4 separate regions of the Mus musculus genome follow, and regions 1, 2 and 4 are each linked to region 3. The links are chromatin contacts, called in public Hi-C and HiChIP or PLAC-seq maps. All regions are on one chromosome and are shown on one strand. Each heading gives the region's core, a stretch centred on a gene start, on an enhancer-like site or on the middle of the called end of the contact. The rest is flanking DNA. Distances are from core to core; before and after follow the strand shown.

What was found. A called contact is a pair of places that touch in the nucleus more often than the background predicts. HiChIP or PLAC-seq counts read pairs in DNA pulled down with a chosen protein or histone mark.
Region 1: an HNF4G HiChIP or PLAC-seq map of pancreatic cancer cells shows a contact between it and region 3. The contact joins two enhancer-like sites. A contact is called at or near these places in 1 of 484 Hi-C or Micro-C datasets (nephron progenitors), 4 of 115 datasets of contacts at active chromatin or transcription factors (the NIH/3T3 cell line, embryonic stem cells, extraembryonic endoderm stem cells and 1 more) and 1 of 9 other capture datasets (embryonic stem cells).
Region 2: a Hi-C map of bone marrow-derived macrophages shows a contact between it and region 3, with 3 times the contacts expected there. The contact joins two enhancer-like sites. A contact is called at or near these places in 1 of 484 Hi-C or Micro-C datasets (bone marrow-derived macrophages), 1 of 115 datasets of contacts at active chromatin or transcription factors (pancreatic cancer cells) and 1 of 9 other capture datasets (embryonic stem cells).
Region 4: a contact with region 3 is called in an HNF4G HiChIP or PLAC-seq map of pancreatic cancer cells. The contact joins two enhancer-like sites. A contact is called at or near these places in 3 of 115 datasets of contacts at active chromatin or transcription factors (embryonic stem cells, microglia and pancreatic cancer cells).

The regions. Positions count from the first base shown.
Region 1 is chr6:88,967,729-88,970,428 of GRCm38.p6, reverse strand. Gm36409 (a long non-coding RNA gene) reads left to right here. Exons shown (of 4, transcript XR_869259.3): 1 at 1-10; 2 at 1,834-1,927; 3 at 2,190-2,267. Among named protein-coding and RNA genes, the nearest start is that of Gm36409, 4.8 kb to the left of the region's middle. Within about 2 kb of position 1,323, at least 23 of the 459 cell types and tissues checked have an H3K27ac peak or open chromatin away from gene starts, as enhancers often do. A contact at or near this core is called in pancreatic cancer cells, where this site is marked.
Region 2 is chr6:89,049,342-89,052,041 of GRCm38.p6, reverse strand. No RefSeq gene overlaps it. Among named protein-coding and RNA genes, the nearest start is that of Gm36639, 27 kb to the right of the region's middle. Within about 2 kb of position 1,266, at least 6 of the 459 cell types and tissues checked have an H3K27ac peak or open chromatin away from gene starts, as enhancers often do. A contact at or near this core is called in bone marrow-derived macrophages, where this site is marked.
Region 3 is chr6:89,421,557-89,424,256 of GRCm38.p6, reverse strand. All of the region lies in intron 5 of Chchd6 (coiled-coil-helix-coiled-coil-helix domain containing 6), which reads left to right. Among named protein-coding and RNA genes, the nearest start is that of Gm52910, 11 kb to the right of the region's middle. Within about 2 kb of position 1,421, at least 134 of the 459 cell types and tissues checked have an H3K27ac peak or open chromatin away from gene starts, as enhancers often do. A contact at or near this core is called in bone marrow-derived macrophages and pancreatic cancer cells, where this site is marked.
Region 4 is chr6:89,007,682-89,010,381 of GRCm38.p6, reverse strand. No RefSeq gene overlaps it. Among named protein-coding and RNA genes, the nearest start is that of Gm36639, 15 kb to the left of the region's middle. Within about 2 kb of position 1,366, at least 136 of the 459 cell types and tissues checked have an H3K27ac peak or open chromatin away from gene starts, as enhancers often do. A contact at or near this core is called in pancreatic cancer cells, where this site is marked.

The sequences.
Region 1 (2,700 bases), core at 74-2,573, 450 kb after region 3:
TGGGCTGATGGTTAGTACTCACTGAAGGTGACGTTAAACTGAAAGGATGGCAGGGTGGATGGCCTGAAGGGGCCAGAGCATGAGGGTGCCAGAGGTGTTCAGAGACATCAGGACCATCCCGGAAACTGCCTTTCTCAAAGGCTTCATCTACCCCTCCTCAACAATACCCAAAAGGGTCACTGCAATGTGACAGCTAAACTGTCACAGCAAAGTTGACAGTGTCAGGCCAAGCCTCCCAGGACCCCAGTCAGGCCTGACCCCTAACTACACCTGACTATGGGTACATTCTTTTAACCTCCAACACTTAGGTTGGCATGTGCCTGGCACATCTCACCAAACAAGCTCCATCTATCCATTGAAGAAATGGAAGACCAGGGGGGCCTTTGACCTTGACCAGGTGGCATGAGTAGGGTGCCCTACAAGCTGGTGGGAATGTATGGTTGACCCACTTTTGCAGTGCTCTGTCCTGGGACACTGACGCAGGCATGGGGTAGAGGGGAGTCTGGCGGGGCAGAAAAGCTGGAACTCTGGCTGCATCAGGAACCCGGCCCACTCCTCAAAAACTGCCCCTTCCTCCATGCAGAGCCTTATCCGTCGGCCCTCACTCAGGGGCCTTCTTCCACTCCCCACCCCTCTGCACCCCGGACCTGCAGCAATTGCTCCTCTGCCTCCTCGGGGTCCCTAGACCTGGTCACTGGGCATGGGGGTCTTGACGAGAGGGGGTGTAGCTAGTGCAGGAATACCACCCAGGCAGAGGGGCGGCTGGGGAGTGTTTTCTTCATCTCAACCAACGCCTATCAAACCTCTGCTCATTAGGAAACACAACATGCATGCCAGGGTGACATCTTCATCTGCGTGCCCAGAGACTTCAAAGCCTGCAGGAGATCTCCTTGGTGGATTAGACATGAAAAATATTGGGATGAGATGGAGAGAAGAAACAGCTGGCTGCTCCAAGGGAGTTAATTAAGCAGGGGCCAGGGACCAAGCAGGATGGGATGGGCACTCAGGGACAGATAGGGGACTCCCAGGCAGCTTCCCAGCAGGCCAGTGGGCTACCAGTTTACATGGCCATAGCTCCTAGGTCATCTGGTGGCTAGAAACCTCCCACCCTACTAGCCAGGGTCACAGGAGTGAAGCAGGCCTGGCGGAATAGGAGAGCTTGACTAGGTGAATCCTCAACCTGATAGGACCTGACTAGACCTACACTGCAGCCCACAACACAGGTCGAGCCCACATGGCAATGTGCAGGGTAGAGAAGGGGACCAGGTAAACCCCAGAGGTGCTGCTGTGCTTAGCAGGTCAGAGGCAGAATTAGTCACAGCAGGGGCAGGAGGCTGGGTGTATACTTCAGACAACCAGGGATGCCAGGGGCGGGGTTGCTAGGGAACAGGCAGAACAGACCGCAGCTTCCAGCACAGGGACACACAGGAGAGCTGGGGGTGGAGACGGCATCTCCAGCTGTAGGACCATAAACATGGCTGTAGAGGACAGGTGAGGCAGGGAGGTGGGGAATGCCAGGACTGACCAGGGACTTCCCTGTGGACTAGAACACACACACACATACATACACACACACACATATACACACACACATACACACACACATACACACACACCACACACACACACACACACACACACACACACACACACACACACACGGTGTGAAGCCCGAGCAGTGGAAGGCAGGAGTGGGGCTGGATGGAAAGTGGAGACTAGACACATGGGCAGCCATAAGGGACAGAGAGACAGAAGAAGGAGCCAGCCTGGGGAGGGGTCACTACACCCAGATTCCCAGCTCTGTGGCCAGATAAAATCTGGGGCTGTTTTCAGGTATGGGGGAGCAGGAAATGTAGGGAGAACGCTGAAGTGGACTGTGGTTTACTGGGATCGATGGCCACCAGGTGACCTGATGAGACAATCAGAGGTAGGTATTCGGGGGGAACAAGGAGAGGGGCAAGAGGGAGAGGTAGGGTGTAGTGGCTCCTCATAGGTATCCTGACTCTGGGATAAAGAAGAGAGAGGTGGGCTAGCCTGGGGACAAGGGATGCCTATTCAGAAGCAAGGAGAGGCCTGGAGAGAGGAACCCCTTGGTTCCAGGGGATCTGGGGCCCTGTCCTTACAATGTGGAACACCTTCCCATTTAGAGGCTGAGGTAAACATGGACCTTTGTTTCCACTCTCTTCCAGGTTAGCCTTACTCTGCAGCTGAAGCTGATCTTGAACTTCTGACCCTTCTACCTCTACCTCCACCTTCTGGGGTTAAAGGTGTGTACCTCGCCTAGTTTATGAGGTGCTAGGGATCAAACTCAGGCCTTTTGCATGGTAGGCAAGCACTCTACTGATGAAGCATCTGTACCTAGTGCCCAGGCACTGGGGGCACTCAGACTGTCCCCCAGGTACTTTCTAAAACATCCCAAGGCAGAGCTGGGGGAAGAGAACCTGAGAAAGAGAGAGAGAAAGAAAGAGAGAGAGAGAGAGAGAGAGAGAGAGAGAGAGAGAGGCTGACTTCATGAGTTAGCACTCTTTCCCCGCCCAGGCAGCAAGGGAAAATGGAGCTATTGATTGGCTCATTTGGAGTGTCCACTTTGATTTCAAGTGTGTCACCCTGGTGACTAATTGGAAAAGCTGTGGCCTCTGGCAGGTGGTACAGAATCTGCCTCCAGTGGGATGGATGGCTGCCCTCCTGACTATTGGCCAT
Region 2 (2,700 bases), core at 17-2,516, 370 kb after region 3:
TTCATGGTCCGGTGGACTCCTACAGGCCTACCTCCTAAAACCTTCATCTCAGGGACCGGGACTCTGGTGTGTGAGTCTGGGAACAGGAACACGCAGTCTATAGCAATTTATCAAGCACATTCAACCGAGCACGTGAAGGCCAAGCCAACTGTGAAACAATGTTTCCTTTTAAGATAAATTTGTTTTCTACAACCGCATCTGCCATTGGGATGCAGAAGGCGGTAGACAGCCAACAGATGCCCACCTGCAGGAGTAGCACAATCCACCCATGAAGAAGATGGTTGGAAACAAGAAGAGGATGTGGTGAGCGCCTGTAACCCCAACTCTTGGGAGGCAGAGGCAGGAGGATCACTGCAAGTTGGAAGTCAGACAGGGAAACACAGCAAAGAAGGAGGGGGTAATAGAGGATGGGAAGAGGGAGAGGATGAGGAAGGAAAAGAGCAGAGTGGGTGCTCTGGCCCAGTACCTCCAACAGGCCATACTCCAGGGAGAAAGGCAGAAGGCTGTACTGCAGAGGCATAGAGGCAGTGGGAAATCCAGGTCATGTGCTGAGCAAGAGGGACTCAGCCAGTGCCCAGAAAGGTTAGTCCTTAAGACCTAGCCTGACTGGGCATAACTAAAGACGGAAGTCAAAGTAAACTTAGAGTCCTTTTAAAATTCCAGGAGGCCATGGAGGTAACCCAGCGGAAGCCCAGGTTCCCACAGTGCTAAAGGGCAGGAGCTCCTAGATAGGCCAGAACACAGTCAGCTCTAGGGCCCCACAGACCTCAAAATGCAAAGCCTTCCGCTCCAGCCACGCAATCCTGTGGGAATGAGTGATGTAGGCTAAGAAGGAGGTGTGACGGCAACACAGGGAAGGGAGGTCTGTCTACACAGAAAGCAACAGATAGCTATCGTTCTATTCTGGATGTTCAGCTTCGCAGCATATGTCCGTTTAAAAATGATGTAAAGATAAGCCAGCAAAATTAAATGCAAGAAGCACTCCCCCACTCCCAAGAGGCAGAGTCGAGTGAAAGAACGGAAATGAGTAGAGCCAGGAAGCACAGAACATTCCAGAAGCCAGAGCAGACAGAATTAGTGAGTGAGCAGCTCGGGCCACCATCATGGAACAGAACACAAGACAGCGCATTGCTGAGCAGAGACACCGAGAGTGACATGCTCTAAGTGGAAGCTCCTCAGACAGGGTGTCTTCTGCTCAGACTGTCTCATAGAGAGATGGGGGAAGGGACGAGAAAGAGGGGAAAGAGGAGGAGCGGAGGGGAGGAGGAAGTCAGGAAGGAGGGGGGACCAAAAACAGAAGTTGGTGGTCAATGTCAACAGGAGTCTGGAGGTCAGCTTAGAAGCAAGGCCAATGGAAGTTCCCCTTCTAGACACCAGGATCTTCTTTCCCAACATGGAGGTCTTCCCTTAGACCCCACTACATCCCCCTCCCTCTTCCACTCTTCCAACCCTTCATAATGACTAGGTCCTTAGGCCTTCGTGTATGTGTTTGTGTGTGTGTGTGTGTGTGTGTGTGTGTGTGTGTGTCTTAGGGTTTCCATTGCTGTGAACAGACACCATGACAAAGACAGCTCTTATAAGGGACAACATTTAAAGGGCTGGCTTACAGGTTGTGAGGTTCAATCCATTATCATCAAAGCGGGAGCATGGCAGTGTCCAGGCAGGCATGGCACTGGAGGAGCTGAGAGTTCTACATCTTCATCCAAAAGAAGCTAGGAACAGATTGTGTTCCAGGCAGCTATGAGGAGGGTCTCAAAGCCCACCTCCGTGGTGACACACTTACTCCAACAAAGCCTCACCTTCTAATAGTGGACCTGGACCACTATTCAAACCAAGCATATTCAAACCACCACACCAGCGATTTACCTTCTCTACACACAAACACACACACACACACACACACACACACACACTGCTCTGCTCAGTGATGGGATTACCATGATCCTGGTTTTTTTATGGCTTCTGAGGATAGGAAGTCAGATCCTCAAACTTGTGAGACACTTTACCCACTAAGCCATCTTCCCACCCTTAATTGTTGGCGTGTGTGTGTGTGTGTGTGTGTGTGTGTGTGTGTGTGTGTACTATAGGGGAGGCTGGGCAAGGTCCTTGTGAACAGCTAGCTTCATTGTCTAACGGTTAAGAGGACATTGTCACCATAATATGAATTTATTATATGTTATCTGTCCTCTACCAGGCTAAAAGCTGTCAGGATGCCCCTACCTCTAACCCACAGGGCAAAGACACATGTAGGAGATCTGGAAGCAATGAAGACATGGAGAGTCCCATGCTGTGCAAGGGAGACATGGAGAGCCCCATGCTGTGCCCCAGGTGACAAGCACAGACAGCTACAGCAGAGGGACCTGCCTGGCCCAGCAACATAACCAACTTAACACAGTTCACTCCCCCTCCCTCCCTCCCTCCTTCCCTCCCTCTCTCCCCCCTCCCATTCCTCTGTGTCTCCCCATCTCCAGGGTTCCCTAACCCCAAGGCTGATGTACACAGAGATTCCTCAAGCACTCCCCATACCTAGTCACTTTGCTCACAAAGGGGCTTCCTGTTAGAATTTCCATGACAATGCCCCTGAGAGATGCCCCAAGGCTTTGGCACAGAAGAGTAAGTCCCCTGGTTGATGGGGTTGAGTGGCCAGTGGGGACATATGTCAGTTATGATGCTGCCATCCCAAACTGCCCAGGGCTCTCT
Region 3 (2,700 bases), core at 172-2,671:
GACCTGCACTTGGGAGACTTGCTGCCAACCTCTGTGCCCCTACATCTTTCCATTCTGCTGCTTCTCCTAGCTCTGCCTGGGGATAGCAGGTCGATCTCTCCTGCCCACGACATGTTTTGATGCTATCCTCCCCTTCCCGCCTTCCCACCTTGCTTCTCTCACCCTCACACTCTCTTTTGATCTTGCAAATCCAGGCCCTTGGAGAAATCAGACAGTATGAAATATGAAAACTGCTTGGGAAGTAATTGAAGAAACACTGCGACTTTTGAAACCCACAGAGATAATGCTCACACCTTCTTACTCACATTATTTAATTTTTAATGGCAAATTTAATTAATGGAGATCAGGTCTTCTGCCTTCAGATGTGCTCAAGAAGCAGCTGCAGGCAGCGGAGGAGGGGCAGCTGTCTAGAGCAGAGGAAAAGGCATTCCAGAAGTGGGAACCTGAGGACTCTATGGGAAGAAAAGTCTCCAAAACTATCAGTTCATGATGGTGGGCACAGATGACGTGCGGACAGTGCAGGCCCATCAGAGAGCTGTCAGAAAGCCTGTGAGCTTCTGTGGTAACTGTAGCTCCCAGGTCCTGGGCAGTCCAGGACCCTCCAGTGCTGATGACCCCTCCAGAAAGATGGGACTCCATTGTCCACAGCTGCCACAGTCTTTTAAAAACAGTACTGCTTTGCTATTCCCTCACTTAAACAGACAGGCATAGTAGCTGAGGACTGTAATTTCAGCACTCAGGAGGCTGAGATAGGAAGAGCACTGTGACTCTTAGTCCAGTATTATCTACATAATGAGTTCCAGTTTAGCCTGGGCTATAAAACAAACCCTTGTTTCAAAAAACACAAAACAAACAAAGCCAGGGTTTTATTCACCCCTCATTGGAACTCAGGCTCTGAGCCTGAAGTTGAGTCAGCTGCACCCACTGAGTATCTTAGCCCTCCCTGCCCTTGATCCCACTGTTTGACAGTCTCTGCTCCCCTCATGTACCTGCACTGCCCTTTGGACACCCATGTTCTCTCTCTTCATGGGTCCTCCTCCTTGTTTGGCTCATATCTTCTTATCCTTTACAGTTCATTAGAAATAAATGCAGTCTTTGTCTCAAGACCCTGACTTCTAGAGTATTCTCTGTAGATAGGCTCATTCACACACAGAGCTGCAGGTAGGCACTTGTTCTCCTCAGCACTGTTTACAACGGTAGGAGAATTTGTTGGCCTAGAGGACATGGTAGGAGCTGTTTGACTTGAGGTGCAGAGGGCTTACTCACAGAGCCCTCCCCCCACTGTGCTCCCTCACAAGGTGCTCCTTCACAGGGTGTGCTTTCAGTGTGGTCCTTCAGAGTGCCCACTCACAGCGTGCCTCACAGAATGCTCTCTAATTAAAGTACTTGCCCACAAGGTGCTCACAAGTGTACCATGACCTCACCCAGAAGTAGGAAGGAGATGGGTGGGGCCAGGATACAAGCCCCAGCATGCTTGCCACTCACTATAACCCCTGGCCTGCTTTCACTTTTGAAAATATTGATGTGACAAAAATTGTGCTGTAAAGTTGAGTGCTAGTCTGCCATGAACTAGACCGTGGACTCCATTGTTGGAACCACCAGAGGCAGAGAGGGGGAGCGAGAGAAATACTTTGGTTGGGTTCAGTTCAGGTATCAGTTCCCAAGAAGACTGTCTGATCAAGTTTACAGGCTGCTCTGGTAGGTATTCTGACAGCTCAAAATACTGGCCTCATGCCCATTTGTAATTGTGACATTGTGGTGTCTGAGCATCCATATGGCCAGAGCACAGGCTCCAGTTGACTTGGATCCCACCCCCATTCCTAGTGTTCTCAGGATGAACAAATTGACCAGTCCTTAAGAAGCCCACAATTATGACAAGTTGTAGTCTACAGGATCCTTGTCCTTAATGAGGAAGGCTGGAGAACCAGGGGCTCATGGACAAATGAACCTCTGTTGTGGCTTGGAGACCTTTCCTGTGCTTCTGGGCCAGTGGTTGTTACACAGCCCACTGCCATGGGTCTGCACGGCAGTCAGGATGGGACCAATGGGGGATTTTCACTGAGTCATCATGAGGAAAATAGAGGAAGCTACGGGGGGGGGGGGTGGCAGTAACCACTTCTTGGCCTGTGGACACTTCCTATGACAAATCCTACTGACCACATGATTGGCTCTATGTCCCCTGGGACAGATGCATGCTGCCTACCATACAGAGCAATGGCTCTAGGCCTCTTCTGCTTGCCCACAGTACATGGGCCCCATCTCAGCCTTTGAGTCCTCTCTTTGAGAGGGACTCAGCAAGTGACTGGGCCTGGAAGCCTGTGATCTGACCCGTGAACACATATAGAAGAAAAGAAACTCAAAAGAGTTGGGTGGGTTTTTTATGAGGAAGAAAGACCCACGTCTGTGGAAAGAACACGAGGTTCTTTGTGGCTTCAGAAGCTCTACGGTGTATGTGGGTTGGGGAGATCTGGGTGCTTTTCTCTCACTCTGCAGTTAAGAAATCAAAGCTTAGAGGAAGTAAGTGGTTTACCACAGACTGCGGCCAGTACACACCAAAGTGCTGTCATACTGTGAGCCCATGAGCCAGGCCACATCCTCAGGAGGCTCCACCAGAAGCCCAGTGGTCACAAAGGAACATGTGCTAGAGGAATTGGGAGAGACTGATCAGGTTGCCTCTGCCTTTATCCTCAGCCACGACAG
Region 4 (2,700 bases), core at 117-2,616, 410 kb after region 3:
GTGGCCTGTGGAGCCTCCAGGCTGGGTTTTCTAGGCAGCATGGAGCTGGATCCTCCAGGGGGTGAGGGAGGTTGGGTAGCACCCAGGTTACAAAGTGCAAACATCCTTGGTGGGAGAGGTCAGGAAGAGAGAGCAAGCACCCCACCAGAGTTCTCCCTGCTGCTGAGCCAGGAGGCTGCTAGATCTGCCTAACCCTGCAGCACAAAGTTAATTTTGGGTCTCCACAGTAAACAGGCTTCCTAAAGCCATGGTTAAAGGGCTCTGGCCGTGCAGAGCTAACTGGCATCAGGACCCTCCAGCTCACATCTGGTTCCATTGTGATTCCCATATCCAGGAAAGATGTAGGAAGAAGCACTCAGGAGCTGCTGAAGAAACTGGCCCCCTGATGCCAGAAACCTTGTTGGCAGCTTCCTCCTCCTCTCCTTTTCCCTCTCCCTCTTGCGGCTGTCTAATAAGGTCAGCTCAAGGCTTGGTGAAGGTAGATGGCAGGCAGTATTTTTCAGTCCTGATGGATTCTGGTGCTCCTGAGCCAAGTGTAAAGCTGGTTCCTCACAGGGTCCAGCCTCCAGGCCAGATGATAACCCGAGACCAGAGGCAACAGCCAAGTCTATCTGAAAGCATCTCTCCCAGGTCCCCGATGCAGCAACTGAAATTAAGACTGACACCAGGGCTGGGACCTCAAACATGGCAGGACCCTTCTCTGGAAGAGTTCAAAGTAGAAGTCCCACGCACACAACTAAAGACAACTCCAATCTGGTATGCATACGGTCTACAGTGAAGGCGAGGGAGGACTTCCTCGAGGCAACAGAGCCCCCACTGCCTCCCGAGGGAGGCCTAGTCGCCATCCAGAGCGTGAGAAACCGGGGACAATGACTCCCTCTCCTGCAAAAGAAACCCTCCTGGTCAGAGAGAACAGTAGGATGTATCAGGGAACTTTCGCCACCTAAGGAACTAGCCCGAGTCTCAGCAACTTTTGTTTGTTTGTTTGTTTGTTCTTTTGAGACAGGGCTTCTCTGGGTAACAGCCCTGGCTGCCTGAAACTAGCTTTGTAAACCAAGCTAGCCTCAAACTCACAGAGGTTGCCTGCCTCTGCCTCCCAAGTGCTGGGATGAAGGCATGAGCCACCTTGCCTGGCTTTAGCAACTTAAATCAGCACAATTCCTTGTTTTCCCTTGTTCTGTGAGTTGTCAGGTCATTCTTCTAGCTTCCTGTAGTTCGGCTGGTTCCTCTGCTGAGCCGAGGGTTCACACCCACACTATTCGCCCTGACTTCAGGCTAAAATCCCAGGTCAGGCTCCGGGGCTGCACTCTGGTGGGTGGGGACAGCTGGGCGGGGCTTCTCCAGCTTCCGGGCAGGCTGGAGCGGCAGCTGCGGTGCAGTCTCAGTCCCAGTCTCTGCAGCTGTATTGCCTCTGTCAACGGGCCGACGGGAGGATGGGAAGCCCAGGAAGAAAAATAACACACAATTTAATCTCCCCAAATCAACCCATCCTACAAAGGGAAAAATAAAACAGAGTCTCCGCCAAGGCTGACCTTCTGTTTACATTTTCCTTGGCAACTGAGAAATAATTGCGGTTCTGCAGGGCCCTCCCCTCCCCCACCCTGCCTCATCCTATTCAAGCGCGACCAGGGATGACACTGGAATCTTGAACCGCACTAAGTGGTTACTATGGTGTCAGGCTGAAATTGTGAATCCCAGAGGCTGCCACAGCAGGGAGGCGGGGAGCCAGGGCAGAGTCTCAGCCGAGGCTAGTGACTGGGGGGCCTAGCCAGTTAATAGCAGACAAACTGTGCTCGCAAAGAGTAGAGTAGGGGGTTGAAAGATACGGTGGTCAGAGCAGGTGCAGGACCAGACCCAAGTCCCAGTCACACCCCCTGAGCCTTACTCTGTCCGGGCTGCTCTTTCACCCTCCACCCTGTGCCCACCAGGATTGAATCTCTGCCCAGCCCCACAGAAGAAATCCTCAGGATTTCTTTCTTATTTCCCCACAGAAATCCAGAGCCTTGGTGCTCACCCAAGGAACCTGCAGAGGTGCTTTGGGTACCACCCTGCACTTCTCCAGCTCTGCCACAGAGAACTACAAGCCAATCCTGCCGGACTCACACTGATATGTGTCAGTGTAAGATCCCTCCACTGCCACACCCTGGTTCCATTCCCACCTCCAGACAGTGAGTGACCTTAGACCCTACTCTGACCTTGAACCTCTTCTTCTCATGCCTGTGCCTTGGGGGGAAAAATCTTCTAAAGAGCACATCAGATCTTGTCTGTAATCTTCACTGAGAGAGAGCTCTTGAGTGGTCGCGGTGCCTGCCCGGCTCTGACTTCATTTGTTCCACCAACCATATCATTCTAGCTATCCTGGCCTCTGAACTGCTCCCTGCGATGGCCGGCTTGCTCCTGCCCCAGGACCTTTGAACTGGTCATTCGTTGCTACTGTGACTCCTTCCCAAACCACCACTGAGGCCTTAGGGATTGCCTGATCACTGTTGTGGTCTTCATGCTTCAAACAGGACAAGCACAGGGACGAATGAATGAATGAATGAATTAGCCATTTCCTGGTTTCTAATCCCCATCTTCTCTGTCTCTACTATAAGGATCTAGACCATCAGAAGAGGGACTCAGAGGCTCCTAAGAAAGCCCCAGCCTATAAACATGTAGTGTTCCACCCACTCAGTGCTGGACCCATGACTCACAAACTTC